Regions from separate parts of the Mus musculus genome. Here region 1 is linked to region 2. A link is a contact called in public Hi-C data. All regions are on one chromosome and are shown on one strand. The core of a region is the stretch at or near the end of the contact, and the rest is flanking DNA. Distances in the headings are between cores, read along the strand shown.

Evidence for each region. A called contact is a pair of places that touch in the nucleus more often than the background predicts.
Region 1: a Hi-C map of bone marrow-derived macrophages shows a contact between it and region 2, with 24 read pairs. The contact joins two enhancer-like sites. A contact is called at or near these places in 9 of 39 promoter capture datasets (the 3T3-L1 cell line, the C10 cell line, the HPC-7 cell line and 4 more), 2 of 15 datasets of contacts at CTCF or cohesin (embryonic stem cells and pro-B cells), 45 of 484 Hi-C or Micro-C datasets (the AML12 cell line, B cells, the Ba/F3 cell line and 19 more), 9 of 115 datasets of contacts at active chromatin or transcription factors (the HPC-7 cell line, bone marrow-derived dendritic cells, bone marrow-derived macrophages and 5 more) and 3 of 9 other capture datasets (adipose tissue, embryonic stem cells and liver).

The regions. Positions count from the first base shown.
Region 1 is chr2:27,755,731-27,760,166 of GRCm38.p6, forward strand. Rxra (retinoid X receptor alpha) reads left to right here. Exons shown (of 10, transcript NM_011305.3): 8 at 469-560; 9 at 2,031-2,136; 10 at 3,811-4,436. The coding sequence ends at 3,958. Among named protein-coding and RNA genes, the nearest start is that of Gm39777, 80 kb to the right of the region's middle. Within about 2 kb of position 2,856, at least 193 of the 459 cell types and tissues checked have an H3K27ac peak or open chromatin away from gene starts, as enhancers often do. A contact at or near this core is called in adipose tissue, bone marrow-derived macrophages and kidney, where this site is marked.
Region 2 is chr2:27,493,871-27,498,193 of GRCm38.p6, forward strand. It overlaps a transcript of Brd3 not described here. Among named protein-coding and RNA genes, the nearest start is that of Wdr5, 19 kb to the right of the region's middle. Within about 2 kb of position 2,976, at least 60 of the 459 cell types and tissues checked have an H3K27ac peak or open chromatin away from gene starts, as enhancers often do. A contact at or near this core is called in adipose tissue, bone marrow-derived macrophages and kidney, where this site is marked.

The DNA.
Region 1 (4,436 bases), core at 1,606-4,105, 260 kb after region 2:
CCAGACTCCGTACATGTTGAATGGGCTAAGGACACTTGAAGGTCCTTTGGAGGGGTCCCTATCTTGCTGAGGAAGCTATGTGATATCTGCTGATGAAAAATGACTCCCACCAAGAGGCTTTGTCCCAGGGAAAAGTCTAACCTGGAGCTAAAAGAAACAGCTCTGAGTGCAGGGCGACCTTGACTAGCCACGAAGTGGGAGGTCTCGTCTCAGCTCTCCTTGGCTTATCAATCTTGGGGTTCCTCCTCTGGTCTCAGATTCCCAGAATGCACTGGGGGAGTGGAGGACCCCATCTTCCACAGGACTGTGAGGTCACATTGATGCTCACTTCCTGTGGACTTGGCCAGGCCCAGAGCTTTCAGTCATTCTCGGTCCGTCCTGGGCTTCACGCGTCCAGTGGATCCTCCTCGGTGGGGCTCTGGTGAGGATGTGTCTAATGTGGACTTTGGCACCTGCCTTTTCCTGCAGGGTGCTAACAGAGCTGGTGTCTAAGATGCGTGACATGCAGATGGACAAGACGGAGCTGGGCTGCCTGCGAGCCATTGTCCTGTTCAACCCTGGTACGGTCCTCCTGCCTCCCACCTGGCCAAGAGCATGCGAGTCTTCCCAGCTGCTCTGCGCCATGCTTTGACCTTCAGGGCCCAGTGTCCACATTACAACAGACACCAATCTCCTGCCTCCACTTGTCTGGAGATGTAATGGAGAGGCTCAAGTGGCACTCTATGCGGCCAGAGTAGGCACTTGACATTAGTGCTCTCCAGCTGAGCCTCGTGGGCTCTGCTGTCCACAGTGGTCTAGTGTTAGAGTGAGCTCCCAGGATGGGGTTGGTGGTCAGTTGGTCAGTCCATCTTGTTAGGTGTCCTGAGGGTAGCTAACTTGTCTCAGGCCTTGGCTTCAAGGATATTTGGGGACAGGGCAGAGCAGCCTCTTGAGGACAGCAAATCTTTTTGGTAGCTCTGGAGCTGCAGTGTTCAGGGCCTCCAAGCTGTTGCTGTCACAGAGGCCGAGACTGTCTTCTGTGTGGGAGGCTGTGGTGTGAAGAGTGGCCCAGGCCTGTGCTCACAGCACTGGGTTGGTGGCAGATGCCACTGGTGGCCAGTCCACATGGTGATGGGAGCACACAACTGAGAGCGTGGAATTCTTCCTGGGGAGAAATTCAGGGATTCAAGAGATGGCTGTGGGCTTGTGGGTGGCTCTGACTAGGCTCCAGGAAGCCGCGGAGGCTGGAGCACTCGCTGCCGCAGGGTATGCATGGGCTTCTGTATTTGAAAGTCCATCCTTGTCTGCCAGGGGAGGGGTTGAATATGGGTTGGAAGCTTGGCTGACGGGGCTCACCAGCCCTGCACATGGTGAGTAGAAAATATGGGGGGACAGGGATATAGGCTTCTACCCCAGATAGCTCATTCCTGAGCCAACCTGATAGTTTCTCAGGTTAGGTCTGAGTGGTCTGGCTGGAGGCATGGTGAACCAGGGAGGCCTCAGCTGGGGCTCCGAGGGATAGGGAGGGACTGTCAGGGACTAGATCAGTTGAAGGTGTCTTGTGTATTCTAAAGAGCTCCCAGACCCCAAAGTGCCCTCAGCATTCTTACTGGTACACTGTGCCCTGATGGTGTTAATGACTATGGCTGTGGTTTTTCTCTAGCCTGTATTGTGGCCAGTGTTTAGGCGCTGAGGAGGGGTCTCCTGGCTCATGGTATGGGGAGATCCTCAGGGAAGGGCTTACAGCTTTCTTCCTGTCATTGGGACCAGGCCCAAGGGCAGTGAGAGGATTGGTTATCTCTCATGACCACCTGGAGAAAGATGGGGAAACTAAGTCCCTGAATGACAAGGTACTGGTTTAAGGTCACTTGACTTTCAAGTGGCCGAATGGAGACATAATATGACTCTAGAACACCCATCCTCCTGGTCTGGGAGCTATGGGTCTGCAGGGCAGCCATATCTAGTTGTGTAGCATGCACACTCTCTGCTATGCTTGCATGTGGATAGGAGATAGTCTGGGGGCTCTGACCTGAGGCTATTTTTCTCTACAGACTCTAAGGGGCTCTCAAACCCTGCTGAGGTGGAGGCGTTGAGGGAGAAGGTGTATGCGTCACTAGAAGCGTACTGCAAACACAAGTACCCTGAGCAGCCGGGCAGGTGAGCCCCGCCTCCATCTTGGACAGCCCCCTGCCTCTACCCTTGGGCTCAGCCACACATCTCCAAAGCCCTCTGTATGCCACAAAACAATGGTGTCCTCCTTAAACCAGCCTGGGGTGCTTTTCAGGCTTTGAGCAGGAGCTAGGCAGCCCTTGGACTCATGAGCTCTGAGGACTACCCACTTCCCCCTATACCCAGTTGAGATAATTGATCCATTTCTTAGTGCACAGTAGGTCCTTGCTATTTACGAGTATGAAGCCTTATGTTCTTCACCTGTTACGTGACCTGGAAATGCCAGCACAGCGTAGGTGCTGTACAGTTGTGCATAATACGTGGCTGAGACTGGAGAACACATTCTTTCTGCTGGCCTAAGGAAGACTGGCATCTAGTCATGTTCAGTGCTGGGTGCACAGTCTAGTGTTAGGCACACAGTAGGTGTCCAGGAGAAATGGTGTTTTCCAAGGATTCAGTTCTGCTTCTTCTTGCAGTCTCCCAGTGTGCAGGCTAGGTGTGAGTGGAATAGTGGAAGACCGGGGAGATGGGCACACTAACCAATCTCGTTGCCTGGCACACACATGGTTAACTGTCCACACTGCTGTTTAGCCCTCATCTGGTTTGGTTTAAAGTGAAACTTCCCGGAGGAGGACAGGAGGGTGGCAGCGGCTTGTTTTTCCTGGCTTCCTGCCTTAGCCCATCTCGCCAGCTCAGCAGAAAACAGCCTGTTCTCTGGCACCTCTCCAGCCTCCAAGCTACGCTTGTGCCTTTAAACTGAGGACTGCGGGGCAGCCAGCCACAAGGCTTCCTCCCTGGAAATGAAAGACATTGTTAATAATTAATGAGGCCCAGAGCCCCCTCCAGTATATAGGGAGGCCCTGAGCAGACACAGAGGTCACACGTGGGACCCCAGGTCCTGTCCCCACACCACACTGTCCTCTCTTGTCTGTCCACCTTCCATGAGTTCTCAGATTCCTTTCCCATGCCTATCGGTCTTTTGCCCAGGAAACATTCCAGGGGTAAAGGAACCCAAAGGCCTCTGCGGTCCTCTCCAGGGAGGTGCTCCTGCTGAAGCAGGGGATCTCCCAGCTCACTGCTGGCTCCACTGTCAGTCACCCCGAGTACCATGCGTGTGACTGACTACCAGTCAGGCTGCCCACAGAGCTTCCTGGTGCCTCTTCCTAGGACATGCCCCACTGCCTCTAGCGAGACAGCCGCTCTTGCAGAGGCCTCTCCGATGCACAAAACATGTTCATGCTCTTACCTGCCGAAATTTCTATCAAGGCTCCCCGTTGCCCGTGGAGCAAGCCCACACTCGTAACTGCTCTCCCAACCCCTGCCAGGCCTGTCCTGGCCGACAGTAGTCAAGCATTGGCTCTTCCTTTCATTTTAGGATCTTGATGCAACTCAGCCTGCTGCACCCCTGCCGCACCCCCACTCCACCCCTGCCACTCCTCTGCCCCTTGTGCTCTTTTGTCTCCAAGGAGCCTCCTTTCTCTAGTCCCCACTTCTTCCTGGAGCATCAGTTTAGGCAGTTTCCTCTGCAGACCAGGTTCTGGTCCCAGGCACTGGGCTTGGCTGGTCTCCGGGGAAGTTACAAGTCACCAGGTAGAGCAGGGAGCACTCCGAGGGGAGCATTCCCTGCCTCCTGGCCTGTCCTTACTCTCTCCTGTCCTGCAGGTTTGCCAAGCTGCTGCTCCGCCTGCCTGCACTGCGTTCCATCGGGCTCAAGTGCCTGGAGCACCTGTTCTTCTTCAAGCTCATCGGGGACACGCCCATCGACACCTTCCTCATGGAGATGCTGGAGGCACCACATCAAGCCACCTAGGCCCCCGCCGCCGTGTGCCGGTCCCGTGCCCTGCCTGGACACAGCTGCTCAGCTCCAGCCCTGCCCCTGCCCTTTCTGATGGCCCGTGTGGATCTTTGGGGTGCAGTGTCCTTATGGGCCCAAAAGATGCATCACCATCCTCGCCATCTTTACTCATGCTTGCCTTTGGCCCAGGGCCATAGCAGAGCTGGTGTGACACCTGGCCAGCTCCTGCCCTACATCAGGCTCTAAGGCTATGCTGCTGTCACCCCGAGGGTCGTGGGGTTCGTCATGGGGCCTTCAGCACCTGGAGCTGCAAGAGCTGGGAAAAGGGCTTGTTCTGGTTGCTGGTTGCTGTCGCTGGTTCTCGACATCCCACATGGCACCTCTGTTTGGAGTGCCCCATCTTGGCCTGTTCAGAGTCCTGGTACCCAGTTAGGGTGGGAATCCACCTGGGATCAAGAAGGAGCAGGTGGGGCAGGCCGTATCCTCCTGGGTC
Region 2 (4,323 bases), core at 1,726-4,225:
TTCTTTAGTTCCTTTTCACAAATTGGAAGCTTAGCTGGTTGGGGTCTTTCCAGGAGGTCACCACTCCCTTCCATCTACTTAAAGTCAGACTTCTCTTCAATCTGTTTATCTCCTTGAACTCAGGACTCCGCTCTAATTCACTGCCTGGTACCCCTTTCCTCTTCAGTCTGTACGTTTTGTATTTTCTTGCTCAGCTCGCTCCATTTCACCATAGGTCTGCATAACAGTAAATACTAAGAACAGGACAGTTGATAACTAGGCTGTTTTGAGATTTACTCTGCCAGGAGGTGGCAGCACACCCCTTTAGTTTCAACACCTAGGAAGCAGAGGCAGGCAGATCTCTGTGAGTCTGAGGCCAGCCTGTTTTACTCAGAGAAACCCTGTCTCAAAAAAACAAAGAGTCCCTCTGCCAATCCAAAACTTTTCAATTTAGCCTCAGACTCTTTTTTGTTTTTTTGTTTTTTTTTTTTTGACAATCCAGATGAGCAGGCAGCAGAAAGAAAAAGTCACACTAGGCCCAGCTTGAGCATTTGAGACCTTAAACCCCACCCACACTGACACACTTCCTCCAACAAGGCCACATCTACTCTAACAAAGCCATACCCCCTAAGAGTGCCATTTCTTATTAGCCTGTGGGAGACTTTTTCTTTCAAACCACCACACAATTCAACTTCAATTTTTTTTTCCTATCACTTAATTTTCAGGCCCCTGTAATTGTTAGGTAAGTGCTTTAAACAGCCATGCTATGCCCCTAACCTGAAGTTTATAATTTAAGAAAAGAGGGGCTGGAGAGATGGCTCACAGGTTAAGAGCACTGACTGCTCTTCCTAGAGGTCCTGAGTTCAATTCCCAGCAACCACATGGTGGCTCACAACCATCTGTAATGGGATCAGATGCCCTCTTCTGGTGTGTCTGAAGACAGCTACAGTGTACTCATACATAAAATAAATAGAGAAAAGAAGTGTGTGTGTGTGTGTGTGTGTGTGTGTGTGTGTGTGTGTGAAGTAACCCTTTTGAATGTTTCCTGGTGTGTCGGTATATCAGTGTTTTTGTAATTGTTGTTGTTTTTGAGACAGCGCCTCTTTACGTTGTCCTGGTTTACATGGTGGTGGGATGGAGTGCAAGCTAGGAAAGTACTTCCAACTAAGTCATGTCCCCAATCCATGGTGTCCTGGATTGTCCTACAGGAAACCTTGCAGGGAGGTAAACTCAACATAGCTTCAGGAAGTCCCTGAAATGGACAAGATTCACTAGGTCCCTCTCTCCTAGAGTAAGCAGTAAAGACTGACTTTCAGACAGGCCAAGCTGCAAAGAAGAGCCTGAGACCAGACCAGTTTCCTAGAAGATGCAAGAAATTCAGGGCTAAAGAATAGACCCAGACGGGTCCAGGCACAGCCAAACCCACCCTGTAGCTAAGAATGTCCTGCCATAAAAGATAAAAAAGAGAATGCAGGAACTAGCCAAGGCTATCAGGACAGACCAAATGGCCATCTGGCAGGATGGCGCCTCCCGGGCGGCGCCTCCCTATAGCCCCCCATAAATCATACATTGACCAGGTGTCCTGCTGACCTCGAGAAGTCCCAAGCCCTTGTGCCTCCCTACACCTTAGCCTGCACGTATTACCCTGTTAATTTGTAATCACCCCGCCGACATTTAAATAACCCAATCATGTGTAACCATGAACATTCTTTTGGCTCCCCCCTTTTGGTTTGTGCTTTTTGCCTTTATAAGCCTGTAAAAAGTTTGGGCCGGGGTCAAACTCCCCTGCCCCCTGTGCGGTGCATGACTTTCAACCCCAGCATGCTGGCTTGAGCGCTCCTTTGTTGTTTGTGTGTTTGTGTGCCATTAAAACCTTGTGTAGTTACAGCAAGTTCAGTCTCAGCGTCCTACTGGGTGCGCGCCTCCCCGAGGAGGAACTCCCTGTGGGGGTCTTTCATGTGGTGCATTGGCCGGGAAGTGCGCGACCACCCAGGGGTCCTAGACCCACTTGGAGGTAAGGCCCTCTGTCTTGTCTTGGTTTTGTGTCTATATTCTGTCTGAAAATCTGGTGCGATCACAGTTTTGGTTTTGCGAATGCTCTTATGAGGCCGCGCTCCGAGAGGGAGAGCAGAGTGGATAAGGACAGATGTGTCTAGGTGTCCACCGTTCGTTCACCCTGGGAAATGTTCCGGGAAGATAGGGGGAGGGCCAGGGACGGCTGGTGGACCCCCGCGGGAAAAGTCAGGAGATAAGTTTTCTCCTTGATGATCTGTTTCTGAGGCCTGTTAATAGGCCGTCTGATTCCTTTCAGGAATTCTGGTTGACTTGGAGTCGGCGACTGGTTTTGTTTTTGAGTCTTGTAGTCTTTGTAATCATTTTTATCGTGTGTGTGACAGAGCTTGACATGGGACAGACTGTGACGACCCCACTAACACTGACTCAGAACCATTGGACAGATGTTAAGACTAGGGCCCACAATCTTTCCGTCGAGGTCAAGAAGGGACCTTGGCAAACTTTTTGCTCCTCTAAATGGCCAACTTTCGGTGTGGGTTGGCCTTCGCAGGGAACTTTTAGCCTGCCTGTTATTCTCGGTGTCAAGCGAGTTATTTTTCAGACCGCAGGAGGGCATTCTGATCAGGTACCATATATCATCGTGTAGCAGGACCTGGTACAAAATCCGCCACCCTGGCTGCGTCCCTGGACTTCAGGAGCCGAGGCAGCGACAGTGGCTGTAGCCACAAAACCGAAAATGACGCCTCTGGGTCCGCCAGAGCCCGTTCCATTGGCCCCCCTGCGGATCTATTCTGAAATTGACAATGCCTTTTTCCTTGACTCCTTCCCACCCCCTTACCCCCAACCAACTTCTCATCCTGATCCCTCACAGCCGCCTGCCCCAGCAGACCCCTGAGTGGCCTCTGAGACAGGACCAGCGGGAGGGACTCGTAGCCGCAGGGGCTGGCCGTAGCCCAGAGGGAAGTGAATCTAGACCAGATTCCACTGTTGCTTTGCCTTTAAGAGCTTATGTAGGAGGACCTACTCCTGCCCCTGGGCAGTTAGTTCCATTGCAGTACTGGCCGTTTTCATCGGCCGATATGTATAACTAGAAGACCAATCACCCCTCTTTTTCAGAGAATCCCTCAGGATTAACAGGAATCCTTGAGTCCCTAATGTTCTCCCACCAGCCCACTTGGGATGACTGCCAGCAACTTTTGCAGGTCCTCTTTACAACTGAAGAGAGAGAGAGGATCCTGCTAGAAGCCAGAAAAAATGTCCCAGGACCAGATGGGATCCCCACTAATCTCCCCGACCTTATAGATGCAGCTTTCCCCTTGGCCCGTCCTGCCTGGGACTTCAATACTGCGGAAGGTAGGGAGCATCTCACAGTCTACCGCCGGACTCTAGTGGCGGGGATAAAGGGGGCCGCACGGCGACCCACCAATTTGGCCAAGGTAAGAGAAGTCCTTTAGGGTTCAATGGAGCCGCCCTCTGTTTTCTTAGAACGACTAATGGAGGCTTATAGGAGATATACCTTGTTTGATCCCTCTTCGGAGGGACAGCAGGCAGCTGTAGCCATGGCTTTCATTGGTCAGTCTGCCTCTGATATTAAGAGAAAGCTACAGAGGTTAGAGGGGCTCCAAGATTATACTTTGCAGGATTTAGTAAAAGAAGCTGAGAAAGTGTATCACAAGAGAGAGACTAAGGAAGAAAAGCAAGAGAGAGAAAAGAAAGAGGCAGAAGAAAGAGAAAACCGGCGTGAACGCCGGCAGGAAAGGAACTTGACTAAGATTTTGGCCGCAGTGGTAGGTGGAGAAAGGTCAGAGAAGGGACAGTCAGGGTACCTGGGCAACAGGGCAAGAAGACCCCCAGGAGAACAGAGACCGCCACTTGAGAAAGACCAATGCGTATACTGCAAGGAAAAAGGACATTGGGCCAGAGACTGCCCAAAGAAGAAGTGGAGGGGCCCCAAAGTATTGGTCCTTGAAGAAGACTAGGGAAGTCGGGGCTCGGTCCCCCTCCCCGAGCCTAGGGTAACTCTCTCTGTGGAGGGGACCCCCGTTAATTTTCTAATAGACACAGGAGCTGAACATTCAGTCTTGACTGAACCTTTAGGACAATTAGGATCAAAGAAGACTTTAGTTATGGGAGCCACTGGTAGCAAGCTTTATCCCTGGACAACCAAAAGGATTTTAGAAGTAGGAAAAATAAAGTGACTCATTCTTTTCATGCCCGTTTCAGTCAGGCAGTACCCCATGAGCCAAGGGACTAAAGAAGGCATTTGACCACATATCAGAGACTGCTACAACAGGGTATATTGGTCCCATGCCAGTCCCCTTGGAATACCCC